Linked DNA regions of Anser cygnoides: region 2 is linked to region 1. Evidence: chromatin contacts called from public Hi-C data. All regions are on one chromosome and are shown on one strand. The core of a region is the stretch at or near the end of the contact, and the rest is flanking DNA. Distances in the headings are between cores, read along the strand shown. Region 1 overlaps JCAD (junctional cadherin 5 associated). Region 2 has its middle 110 kb from the start of BAMBI.

Region 1 (6,598 bases), core at 3,040-5,539:
GTGGCCACCTTCAGGGGCTCTCTGATGCTCTGTGGCTGTGCCCTGGGCTCTGAGTCCAAGCTGCTTTTGCTCAAACCTTGGCTGGTGTTGCTCTTCCCTGTCGGTATCCAAACCAACCTCCAACTCCCTGTACCTCCAACTCCCTGTGCGGGATCCAAATAGAAGTCCTTCTTACGTTGCCCTCTGCTGAGGGCTTGGTAGGAGAAGTTGGACTCTGCAGCCCAGTGTGCATGGAAGCTGGATGGGTCATGGGATGCCAGGCTCAAAGCCACTTGTACCACAACCCATCAATAAAGCTACACAAGAACAGCTTAAAGTCATTCCTAACAAGGTATAAAATTCCCCCATTAACCAACTCTTACACTACGTTGCAGAGTATGTCTGTCCATGTGCCTCTTTCCTCAAGACAGAGCTCAAAATAGTAACAAATCTGGTTATTGAAGTCCAGTGACTGACAGGGAGCACAAGAGACCGTAGCTGCTATTCTGCTACGGTTTATTCATTCTGCTCACAAAAAGTCAATTACCTTTCAGGAAACTCTCTGGAGAAATGGAGAGCCGAGGTGCTTGTGCTGGGAACTCATTAGCTGGGATGGCAGCACGCCGTCCTGCAGCCCAAGTATCTGTTTGGGTGATCTGACAGAAACCTCTCAGCCTCCTTCATGTCTTTTGCTGCGAGATCATTAAGCTTTGCCAGGTTTCTCCTCTCATCTGATAAAGCAGTTAGGGTCTGTGTAACAGACACTTGCGCATTTCAGATCTGTGTCTCAGGTAGGGCTCTACATGCAGAAGCTGTTTTTCTCATTAAGCCCTTCAGTTAACGCAGTTTACTTAAACCCACGTTGGACTGTAAAAGGCATAATCGATATAACACATTCACTCCTGATGATGTAAGGGAGGGGCTGTAACAACCTAGCAGATGAGCTGATCTGATAGCTCGTAAATTTGGGATGGCAAGCAAGGTTTATCATGTTAAACCGGATACTGTCAGCACGCTTGAGTCCTGCAAAAATGCTCTAATTCTTCATAAAGCTATGACTGAGACATAAAAAGAAAATGGGAGATCTGAGCTTCTGCTCCAGTCCTTGCTCCTCTTGCTACTGTCAGGACAGCCCAATGCAGTGGCTGAAACGATGAAACGATGTTTCTGAAACGATTTCAAAGATCAGAATTGATGTCTTCTCTGCTTCCAGTGCCCTCAGCAGGAGCGCTGCACAGCAGCAGAAGGGTGAAGATGAGGAAAACGGGTTGTCTGTAGGTCTGTCCATGCACGTGTATCTAGCTGGGCCCAGTACTCCAGTCACACTGCAGTCCATATTTCAAAGGGACCATCATTCCTTCTCAAATTACTGCTGCTGGCAGAGCGGCGGAGCTGGCAAGTGAGCTTTCAGGAATGTCTTTATCCTTTGCAATCCATATGAACTAGGTCCAAGTAGTAATATTCTTGGAGAACCAGATACACGGATTTTGCAAAGGTTGGGAACAGCAAAGCACACATATTAATAAAACAGTCACAGCTCTCTTGGTTTTGTTCTGATTGTAATAATTGTAAGCAGAAGTTTCCTTTTATCTAGTTCAAAGTCTCTGTTGCTTCAAGCCTAAAGCTGTTGGCAGCAGCTGAATAAGAGGGCTATGATCGATGGACAGGAGTTTCTGATCCAGAAAGTGCCGTCTGTCTACTTTGGTAAGTTTAGCAGGAGCATGAAGAGGAAAGATTGTCTGAAGGCTTATTCCCCCATCCACTGTTAGCATGACTGCAGCTCAGAGTAGCTTACCAAAGGCGTCTAGACTTAAAAAAAATATCAGTTCTCCTGGACATGTATCCATAACTGTATATAATGGCAAAACCCAGTATCACATCAACTGCTGTATCTGTTATTCTGATAATGCTGGCTTATTTTAACAAAGTACCTTCAATAGGGACCAAAAAAAAGGACCTATTCTAAAAATACTGGGAACCAGATACAAGAATGCTGCTGCTTATAAGTGTCTTTTTTATCCTTAGCGGAACAAAACTGGTGCCTTCTAATGGTACAAGCCTACTTAGGAGAGGTTTTGCTGATAGTTAATAAATTTTCCCTGCACATCTTCAAAAGGCAAGGCTCAATAGCTGCCATTAAGAATCAAAGTCTTGGTGCTCCAGAGGGCGAGGCACCCAACATTTCACCTCATCTGCAATTTCACAGGTTTACCATTTACACTATGTTGTCTCTTATGAAGGAAATCCCGGTGGAATTAACCAATATTAGATTTCAGGTGCAGCAGGAAAATGTGCAGTGAAGCACATTTGTGCTAGAGACAGACTTTTGTGCCTGGGTACACTGCAGTGGATATTGCTGAAAAGGGCAGCTTTTCTGCAAAGTTCTGTTAGATCCCCTCAGCAGGAAACAATTATCTGTAATACCAATTTCCTGCAGAATTTCACAAATCCTTCCCTACAGGGATTTCACCTTTCATTGTTTCCCCTGTACAGTACAGAAAATCTAACTGCGGTGGTAGAAAATCAGATCTAAGCCGTATTTTTCAGCCTCTGTCAGCCGAAGGGAACAATCTCATCTTGGTCGGGAAGAAGATGGACAAACAAGGTGATGGCTGGTGACTGGAGTCCCAAGACGACCTCTGCAAGTCCCTTCCCACCTTGCCTGTTTTGTGATGCTGTGATTCTGTGGCTGCCTGCACCCAAAAAGAGAGAGGTGGAGGGCAGGGTGGCAGGGTCCATGGCAGACCCATTCACTTCACCCGTTCTCTTTTCATTCAGATGTGGCAGTGCAGGGTTACCAGGCAGGATTACAGCCATGGCAACCATGAATCACGTTTTTGGTGTGTTTCCTGCGTTTTTTGTCTTTGTCCCTGACCCCTTTTCCAAACCAAGATATCTTGGACGCGTGCATGGACACAACCGTGACTGTGCAGTCTTGCAGAAACAACCCGAGGCATTGGAAGGAAACTCTGAGATTGGTGTTTGTTTGTGCAAACCCTGAAATGGGCAGCACACTACCCATGGCCCAGAGAAAAGAGAGCTTGCGGGATGCTCCTGGGGACAGGGCATACCACCTGAGTGGGGACTTCTCTCCTGGAGCAGTTTGGCATATTTGGAGCTACCATACACCAAGGTTTCCTCACAGAATCCTCCTTTTTCCACCTCTCCAGGCATTTCTATAGGGACAAATCCCAAAGACTTTGGCTATGTGTGTAGGGTTTCTGCACGGGCAGTGGTGCAGGCAGCACACCCTGGGGAAACCAGCCACCCTCACTTACAAGACGGTGTGATGGCATGGCCAGCATTTCCAGCGTGGGTAGGTGCACCAAGATGTCTGCACGTGTGGGACAGGACCCAGGCACCTGGCTGCAGGTACGATGGCCCTGGGAATGCATTTTGGTGTCACCAGCACCTGGCAGCCCAGTTCCAGCAGGACCTGGCCTTCTGGGTGACAGTTGTGAAGAGCCAGTGGGATGTGCTAGCTGCATTTTCTGCCACCAAAGCCTGACCCATTCTGTCTGTTCACCTGCCCGTGATAACGTGTGGATCTGATAGCCAGTTTCACCCAGTTCTGATAGAGGAGACATCTCGAGGCCATGAAGTCCCCACAGGTTTGGGACATGCACTGAGCTGGGGTCCTCAGCACCAGCCACTGCTCGCCCAGGTGAGCCCTTCCAGGAGGAGCCGTAGGACGGCATGAAGGGCCAGACCCTGCAGCAAACTAGGCTCCTACGTGCACAGAGCAGCTCCTTCTCTGTTTGTCCACCTTCATCCCGAGCTATTTATTAACTCCAGCCCAGATGACCTGACATTCAGGTAAGCCGGATCCAATTTTCTGGCTGAGGGAGCCCTCAGATCTTTACTGCTCCCAACCAGATTTCATCACGGAAAGCACATTGCCCTCCTCTCTGATCTTCAGTGCCAATAGCAGCGAGTACCGAGTGTGTGCAGCTGCTGGCAAAAAGGAAACTTAAACCCCTGCTAAGACCTAGCTGAAAAAAGGGAGGAGAAGGAGCACTGGAATAGCTGCTGGACACAGCGCCAGGCCTGGGGTCGCACCCAGCGTCCCCATCGGGTGCCCCTGTGTGCTGGCAGGAGGCACCCAGGCAGCTACAGAGGGACAGAAAAAGGAAAAAACAAAACAAACAAACAAACAAAAAAACCACAAAACAAATAGAAAGAGCCCTCTGTGATATATATATATTTTTTGAGTTGTGATGAGATGGAAAAAATCAAATTTCTCAGGATATTTTGCTCTTCAGAAATTAGAAACTTAAACTACAGGTGTCATTTTTTAAATCATTTGGAAAATACTTGCTTAAAAGCAGAGTTTTCCTGCAACAAGCGACTTTTAAAAAGCCATGACAAAATGTGTTGTTTTAGGAAGAACATCTTTAAGTCACGAAAGTCCGAGTAGCCCTGCTCCCTGCTGTGGGTGCTTGAAGCACACCCAGAGCACGTCCACGTCCACACGGAGCTGCAATCTGCTCTTCTCTGGGGTCTTGGCTACTGGCCTGGAAGCTGTGGGACAGCTGCCTCGTTTCCTCCTCGGCAGAAAGTGGTACAAATCACGATGCTACCATCCGAGCAGTGCGAGCAACGCTGTGAAGGCACACAGACCCACAGCACTGAGCTCTAAAGCTCTGGAGCATTTCTGCAGTGCTGTTAATAACCTTTGATGTTCCTCCCAAGCCGTCCATTTGTATTCATGATCTTTTCACTTGCTGGAGTTCTCTAGCAACCTTCAATCCCCCCAAAAATTCATTTCCCACTTGAGATCTCAGAAGAAGAGGGTAAAAATGTAATTTACGCGATAATCAAGGTCTCCTTCAAGAAAAGCATAGGATACATTGGCTGCAACGCAGAAGGTGTGAGAATATCCATCAAAAGTTTGTTTGCTTAATTCCGAAGTCCGGGTGATTGCAACAAGTCTGGTTTGTAAAAACTAAGAGAACATCAACCAGAGGAAAATGGTTTGTTACAGTGAGGTCCAGAAACCTTTCTGAGGTGGTCGCAGATGGCAAATTGCAGGCTGTCCCCACTGCCCAGGGAAGGCAGGAGGTGAAGCACACCTGATGTTCAGCCCTGATATTTAGTTCTTAATTTTAAGCCAGACATTTTTGCTTCAGTCGTGACATAGCCATAATCTCCCATGACATGCCACAGCATTTACAAAGATCGAGAGCGGTCCAAGGGCAAATAGTGACCTCCCTGACCAGAAGCACTATTTCTGAGAGTAATGGGGGAAGCAGCAGGCGCGGGGCCCTGGCACTACCCAGCAGTGCATGCTCAAGGAGTACGTAATTAAATTGCATTTTGCGGTCTTTCTGCCTTCTGACTGACAGCTCAGGCCGACCCGTGCTCCTCTCATTCATCATAAGGGCAGCTTATCTGACCGCAGTGCCAATAAAAATAAATCATCCGCTGGCCTCGTGTTCTGTGCGGATGAAAACAGAGCCACCAGTGGGCCGCGTACTTCCACGCTAACTTTACGCCTACAGCATTTTTTTCAAATCAGATCGCAGGACTTTGAAGAGACTTCTGTGTGCTGGAGAGGAACTGGGGGCTGAGGCTCAGTATGTGCAAATGAGGAGGTTACAATGCTTCCATTGTGAAGTCTAGATAATGGTTTTTCAAATTAGGTTCGCAAGTATGAGTTTAATGTTCTCGTTGAGTAGAATGGTGCACAATGGACCACCCACAATTGGGGAGAGCGCTACGAGTTTGTCCCTCTGTAGGCGGGCATCACTTAGTTTTCCATCCCCGCTCTGTCAATGTATCTTTAGCCTGGCTTTAGTCATTCATGCTAGATGAGCTGCACGCGTATCTGGATCACACAGTTTTCCATGGGGGCTTTGTGCACACTTAAACGATGACTTTGACTGATGATTCAACAATGAGCTGAGGGAGCTCAAAGCCTGGAGAACTGAGACCTGTGCCAATGACCCCAAATCCAGCTCCGGCACTTGCCACTCACTCGGTGTATGAGTAAATCAGGAGTCGTTCTTCTAAGGCTGGAGGTGTACACCACCTTAAAGCAGGAATGAGGAACATCCCTCATCTGTCAAGGGGGAGCCAGGTAGCAGGTTAAGTTTTTCTGTCACATTCTGGGAGTCTCAGCTGCTTTGAAGTAGTTTTGTCGTTGCTCCTATTATTACTCCCGTAGTTTCATTTTTTAGAAGTGTGTAAGCTGTCAGACAGGACACAGCTTGTGAAGGAATCCCTCCCACTCAGATCAAATCTGAGGTAAAATTAGATAAATTGAAGCCACTGTGCGAACAGACCCTGGCGGTGTTTCTATCTGGAACATGTGTCCTCTCCACTTCCCCCAGCGCCGGTGGGGGAGATGCTGGGGCAGGTTGCTACTGATGTCAGCACAAGCTGGTGGTACCAGGCGTGTCTCGGCAGCAGGGGAGTGTTGGTGCCGGCATCCTTGCACGGCATATGTATGTGATGAGCTAATAGACATCTGGCACCAAGCGGCTACTGGGACTCTGTAAATCCCTTCTTTTGTAAGTTTCGTGCGGACAAGCTACCTCCAGCACTGTATGTGACTGTATAGTCTGGAGTAATAAATTAAAGATGGTGTTGGTGCTTATAAAGCGCCGAGCTGTGCAAT
Region 2 (6,598 bases), core at 2,576-5,075, 290 kb after region 1:
TAACCTTTGAATGAAAAAAAAAAAGTTCTTGAAAAAAACATCATTGTAGGAAATTATTATTTGTGTTGTGTGACTCTCAACTTTGCTATCCCGTGTTTCTTAGAAGGTACTGAACATGTGCTGTGTCCCATTTTGTAGCTATCTCCATCCATCTATAAGAACTGCACGCCTGATCCTCAGCCCACTCCAGAGACTACCTGAGGGTCAAAGCTGTCACCTCCGGGATAAGGTGGATGGAAAGGTTTCTATGTAAAATTTGAAAGGTTTCTACAGAGAATCTTTGTTCTTTGCCTGTGGGGAATTTCTGTGAGAAATGCTTCCTCTCCACAGAAAATGTATCTGGGAATTTATTTTAATTAAAAAAAAAAAAAAATTTGAAAGCTTTCCCAACAGAATGCTTCACCTCCCCACACTTTCCTGCAGTGGGGATCTGCTGCCCCACTTCATTTCCCCACAGCATATCCTGTAAAGACTTTCCCATGATGCATGACCTTTTCTTGTAAAGGGGTTTTCTGCCCACCTCCCGCTCCCTTTTTTTTTAAAAAAAATGAGGTCTGGTCCAAACTCACATGAACTAGAAACAAGGGGAACTGTGCAAACAGACTGTGGGGCTCTGAATACAAAGCACAAAAACCACCTCGCGTATTTCCCTGGCTCCCTGATTCCCTGCTGCACTTCCTTTTCCAAAACAGAAGGAGATAATCCCACAGCATGGAGCTGCTTTTTGCCTTTTCCTTTGCCCTCATCTCAGTGATGTCAGGCGACACAGCAGCCTGAAGACGTTCCTTGTCCTGCACTTTGGGAGTGAATCACCCTGAGGAATGGTTGCCCTCTCCGGATGCTCAAGCTGGATGACCAGGACCCATCTCAGCAGGCAGTAGGGCCAACTTGATCATGCTACTTTTTGGCTTCACTTTCTGCTCCACCATGAGGATGGATCCAGTTAAGAGACCTCCATTGCAGCTCTGTACCACAGGTATATTTTCCTCGTGTTTATTTTCTCTCTTCCCTCTGGGCAGTTTGGTAGATGCTGTTGCTGACATTGTTGCTATAAGGCATCCCCAAATCCACAAGTTGTGGACCTGTAAAATAAAAGAGCCAAACATACATTTTTAAAATTAAAAAATCCTGCATTCAGGGGCATAGAGAAGACTTTTTTATAGAAAGAAGGTAGACTTAAAAGCCACGCAGTTGAATAGAAACATCTGAATATTATTTTGCAAGTCATTTTACACTGTTTAAATCTACTTCAAACAAAAAGAGCTCAGTAAGCATCTCCCTTGAACCTGATCACACCCTTATTTATCACTGCTGCACTGCCGGGGTGAGAGGCAGAGGTGGGTTTGGCAGGGTTGAGCCCTCGGTCGCCTGCCCTCAGACCACCGCTGCTGCAGGACCGCAGCACCCCACCGACAGCCACCACCCAGCCCTGGCCTCCTTGATACCAGGAGCATCCCCTCAGGCTCCATGCTCACCGTCAGCCTCTTGGGGCTCTTTGACGGGGCCCAGGCTTACTCCAAAAGAGATAGAAGTGGTGAGGTCGCACCTCTGGGTCAGACGCTAAAAGGCAGATAAAACACTGCCTGCAGAAGCAAAATCTGAGGGAAGACAAACCAGCTCCCACCAAAGGGTAACTTGCAGACTGAGCTGAGAGGATGTGATTGCCTTTCTTTTAGCAGCTCCCCCCCCCCCCCCCCCCCCTTTTTTTTTTTCCAGCATGCATTAACAAAATGTATTCAAGCACAAACCAAAATGAATTCAAATGAAAAACTTAGCCTGCCTGCTCTCCCATGGCTGATTTAATGGAGGCTTTTTCTTTGCAGGGTTATCTTTTCATCTCTTACTGAGGGCAGAGGAAAAAATACTTTTAAGCACAAGAAGGACAAAATTTTCTATTAAATGTCTTCTTTTAGCTATACAGAGCCACAGCTGTTCTTCTGACTAGTGACTTTAAGAGGACTTGGAACAATAAATCAGAAAATGTCAGCTTTCAATTAGGCGGGTTAACGAAGGGGATAGTGGCAAGTTGTGGGAGGGAAGAATAAACCATGAAAAGCAAAAACATGGATAATATAAAACATATGTAAATGAGGATCTAAGGAACCTCTTTAGTGTATTTAGCAAGAAACCATTAACATTTCTATAGGCAGAAAAGGCAGATATGAGGTGTCCCAGCCGGAGCGAGCCAGATGTGGATGCATGTGGGCTTTTACGTACTGAGCCACAGGCTGTGAGAGAAACGTTCCCTCTGGATCTGAACAAAAGAAAACAAATGTTCAGGTCACTTCTCCCAGGGGAACCAGAGCAACGAGGGTGGCTGAAGTTCACATGTGCTTGTGCACTGCGGGATCCTGTGGCAGCTCTGCAGAGACGCACGCACCCAACCAGAACTTGCAAACCTGCATTTGCACCCACAACCCCAACAGTAACACCAGGGGACTCGGTTTAGAATTTTCCCTTCTTTTCATTCATGTTTCTGCAATATTCTGCTACAAACAGATCATTTAGAGTGTATTCTATGAGTTGGTTGACTTCTTATGTTTACTGCTAGTTTCTAGTTTTACATAACCCAGTCTTTCCCTCTACAGATTTATGTCCATAGATCTAGATCTCTCTTCCAATAAAAACTGTGAAAGTTTTGCCATTGACTTAGCTCAATTTCCAGCACTTCTTCCCTACCTCTGTTTTTATATTCAGCAGTCTTAAACCCTCAAACTTCTCTGCATACAATCAACACAAGGAAGGAATGAGGAAATTCAGTTTTCAGCTTAACTAGGACAACTGCTGAGCCATTAGAAAATCATGTGGGTTTATAAGGCCCCTGGGCACTAGAGAAAGGTTGACAAGCTATCTTATGCAGAAATGGAAAATCTGGGGAACGACCAAATTGCCAACCTTGGCAAGATACTTCAACAAAATATTAAGCTACTGCATCATAGCAAAGGGGAATAACTCTCTGATAAAAAGAACTGGTTAACTTGGATTTATGAAGAACAAAGAATGTCAAACCACAGTCTCTTCCACTGAGAGAGAAAATGTTTTACTGTCTGGGAAGAATCCATGGGTTCAATTTTGAGTTTAATAATGTGTTTTCTGACATTTCCCTTGCTATGGACATAAGTTTTAAATGAAAGTTCCCCCAAAATGGGTACCCAACTAGCTGAAAAACATGTAGTCAAGTAATAACATGCAGGGCATCAGCCTCAGACTAGGAAAATATGCCTATTAGAGCACTGCAGGTATCTCCCAGACTTCCACATACTAGATTTTTCTTCCAACCAGACCAAGTCTGCCATTCACAGCTGCACCTAAGAGCAACAGTTCAAGCAAGAAATCAACAAAGCCACATTAGACATCCCTGTTCCCTCCAGGTCTGAAGTTCAAGGTGACAAATGACACTTCTGGCTTCGAGGCACTCCTTTTCCATTGGAGGTGTGCATGTCTGTGCAGCAGCATGGAGGCACCTAACCCAGCCTTGCACGAGCAGAGCCATTAGCTCAGGTCTGGGAAGAAGTTTCGCTGTATGGACCATGGGTTACTCTGTTGAGTACCTCTGTTGTGGCTAAGGGCTGGTGCAGTGCACTTGCACTGGATTTCAGAGCAGAGCTGGCTCCTAGCTGAGTGTTTCACAAAACACAGGTAGACCTCAGGGCAGACACCCGCCAGGCTATGGGGAGCACACCTACATCTCTCCAGAGGAACTTCTCTGGGTCATAAAGAAGACTATTAGAGAGTGGGATGCAGATCTAGGTCTCCCAAATCACAGGCTATCCTCCAGACATGGGGCCTAGAGTTAAAAAATACATCATTTTAGATACCTGCGGGAAAAAAATAAATAAATAAATAAATAATTTTAAAAAAATGAGCAGAGATGTTTGTTAAGATACACTTTACTGAAGGTTCATTCTTTGGCATTGCAAGTTCTGTTTTCCAGGTGGTGAAACAGTCAGTCATGCTTTTAGCACATCTAGGATTAGCTAGCCAATAGATCCCTACAGTCAAAATCTGGATGTGAATTTTGTCTCACAATGCTCAAAATCAGACTCACCAGGAGAACTCCTAGCCTAATGGCTGATAACATATCATGTAAATCATTACTTTAAATGATAAGCCTTCTGGGATTCATTTTCAGCATACAGCTGATCATTAAACCTCTTTTAGGTCTTTTAAGGTTATTTTGAAATTAAATCAATACTTAGCTCTGCTGCTGTCCTTCACTGAACGCGTCCAAAGGACACAACCCTTTTCTCAAACACGGGGAATCCTCGTCCTGGCTTTAACTAAAAACTCTTCATTCCAATATTTGGAAAATTGGAATATTCCAGGAAAGCTCCTAAACAAGTTCAGCAAACAGTTGCTCAACTCTTCCTTCCCTCCCCTCTAATCTCAGGTGCTGACCTGGCCATTCATTCCTTGTTTGCTGCGGGGAGTTCTGCAAACCGAGTTTCCATGGCAGCCCTAATCCGTGAATGGGGCTGGCTCCAGCGGTGGTCACTTAGGACACGTTTTGTCCTCCCAGTGTCCCATCACTGGCTGGATCAGAAGACAGAAAACAAGTGCCTTCAGCAAACATGACCTAATGTGCCCCAACCTTTGCCAGGGGGCCTGGGAAAGGCTGTGTGGGACACCCGCCACTCCTGGGATTTTCCACCCAGGTCTCCCAAGAGTTTCGCACCTGTTTTTATAGCCTGTTTTATTTTAACTGCATTGCTGGTCACTTTTTCATTCTTTTCTTTTTTAGATGCAGGTATCCCCTGCTGCAAGCCCTTCTCCATCCAGCGCTGAGGATGGCTGGCAAAGGGCTTCTGAACACAAAAGACGAACAAAATTAAAGTCCACAAGTTCCCCAAACGTTACCTAACATTCATTTTATGCTGAACAATCAAAGTCAGTTCTTCTGGGCATTAAAATGATTGCTTGCAAAAAAATTGTCTAAGAGGATTACAGCCAAACATTTCCAGATCATGCTTTTCAAGCTGCTAAAACGTTAGAGAAAAAAAAAAATGGTACTATGGAAAAATGTCTGAAATACTCTGAAGCAGACAAACTGTCTATTTTGAGTGTATGTTCTATACATTCCTTAAAGTATAACTCTTCCCTGGTTCCTCCAAGTTCCTTTCCTTTGTTCTGGGGCATTAAAGTCTTGCTATCTGTCTTCTTTTAACCGTATGCTTGTGGAGTAACACAAAAGGTAAACGTGCTGGGCACCATGTGCAAGCATCTGGCCTTCATGTACTGTCAGTCACTGCCGCAGTGTTGGATGGGGCTCAGCATGCTCATTAAGGTCTGATTTCGTGTGTTTGCCCTCACGTAACACAGAATGGTTGTCACAAAAACTCTGATCATTATCTCCACGTACTGCAAATACATTTCAGGGAATGCAGAGGGCTAAGTCCCTTATTTTGGGAAAAATCCCACTGCCTCCACATAGTAGATGTTTTACCCACAATTAGCAGCTACAGTCAATGTATTTATAGGAATTCCTCTGAAATCGAAAACACAGGCAGCCTAACGGGGTATAAAAGAAAGAGAAAGGAAGTGACTTTGGATGTGGCATGTTTCCACCCCATACAGCCGAGGTTGGACAGCTAAGAGACCCTTGGCCCAGAGCCCCGTCAATTACCTTAATCCCAACCCGAAGAGGAATGATACTAAACACTTCACAAAAATGCTTCCAAACATTGCCACAGGAGAAAGGAAAAATGTTAACCCTGCCTTCGCAGACCCAGCTTTAGTAATGGACAAATTGCATTTTACATGGAGTAACATATAAACATAAAAGACATACCCTCCAGTGAAAAACTTGCACAACCTCCCAGGATGAGCAGAATTAATCACAGAGAATAATTACAGTTCTAAACAAGAATATTTATGACATTACATAAACACCATTAAAACAAACTGAAAGGCAATAATTTTTTGAAAGAGGAAAGGAGGAAGTGAGGCAGGGGGGATGAAAACCAACCAAAGTTTATAGTTAAAAAGATAAAAGTTCCTATGTGTCAGTCATCTTGGAAATCGTTGCTTCAGCCATCACTTGTGCCTTGTTTACTTCCCTTAATAAAATGGAGAAAGAATTTTGTTTATAAAGTTAGCCAATATTTGGAGTTTAAAGCATTTTTCTTAAAAAATAAAAGGATCTTTCAAAAACAAAAAGAAATGTGGAAAAGTTCTTTCCAGAATGTTTTAACTTTCCAAGAAAAAAAAAATGTTTCAAGACATTATCATCCCAGCAACCCTCTTTTCTTCCTCCCTCCCTTTTTTCTCTTTTTCCCGAGGCGGAGAAGGATGAAGGGAAGAGGGAGTTTTCCTCCCTTGTCACTGAATGAAAAAATTAACACAGCTGTATTATTAAATGAGAAAGTGGAAAGACTTGCAGAGAAAAGTATTTGGGGATTTTCTTTTACAATATTCTTTTAGCATTTTTCTAACCAATTCTAACTATTAGAGCTGGGGCAAAGGATCGCTGTGCCTTTTACACTCCAGATGTTATTCTGAAAAACTGGAGCTCCAGAACTGCCCTGCACAGTGTGGAGCTGTGCTGCCCTGCCAGGAGCCTGACTGATGGGGTGTCTGACAACCACCGAGGGCACATCTG

Evidence for each region. Hi-C and Micro-C count contacts between places; a contact is called where the count stands out from the background.
Region 2: a contact with region 1 is called in a Hi-C map of liver, with 8 times the contacts expected there. The contact joins two enhancer-like sites. A contact is called at or near these places in 2 of 7 Hi-C or Micro-C datasets (both in liver).

The regions. Positions count from the first base shown.
Region 1 is chr2:16,739,567-16,746,164 of Taihu_goose_T2T_genome, forward strand. All of the region lies in intron 1 of JCAD (junctional cadherin 5 associated), which reads right to left. Among named protein-coding and RNA genes, the nearest start is that of JCAD, 16 kb to the right of the region's middle. Within about 2 kb of position 4,290, at least 2 of the 3 cell types and tissues checked have open chromatin away from gene starts, as enhancers often do. A contact at or near this core is called in liver, where this site is marked.
Region 2 is chr2:17,029,941-17,036,538 of Taihu_goose_T2T_genome, forward strand. No RefSeq gene overlaps it. Among named protein-coding and RNA genes, the nearest start is that of BAMBI, 110 kb to the right of the region's middle. Within about 2 kb of position 3,826, at least 2 of the 3 cell types and tissues checked have open chromatin away from gene starts, as enhancers often do. A contact at or near this core is called in liver, where this site is marked.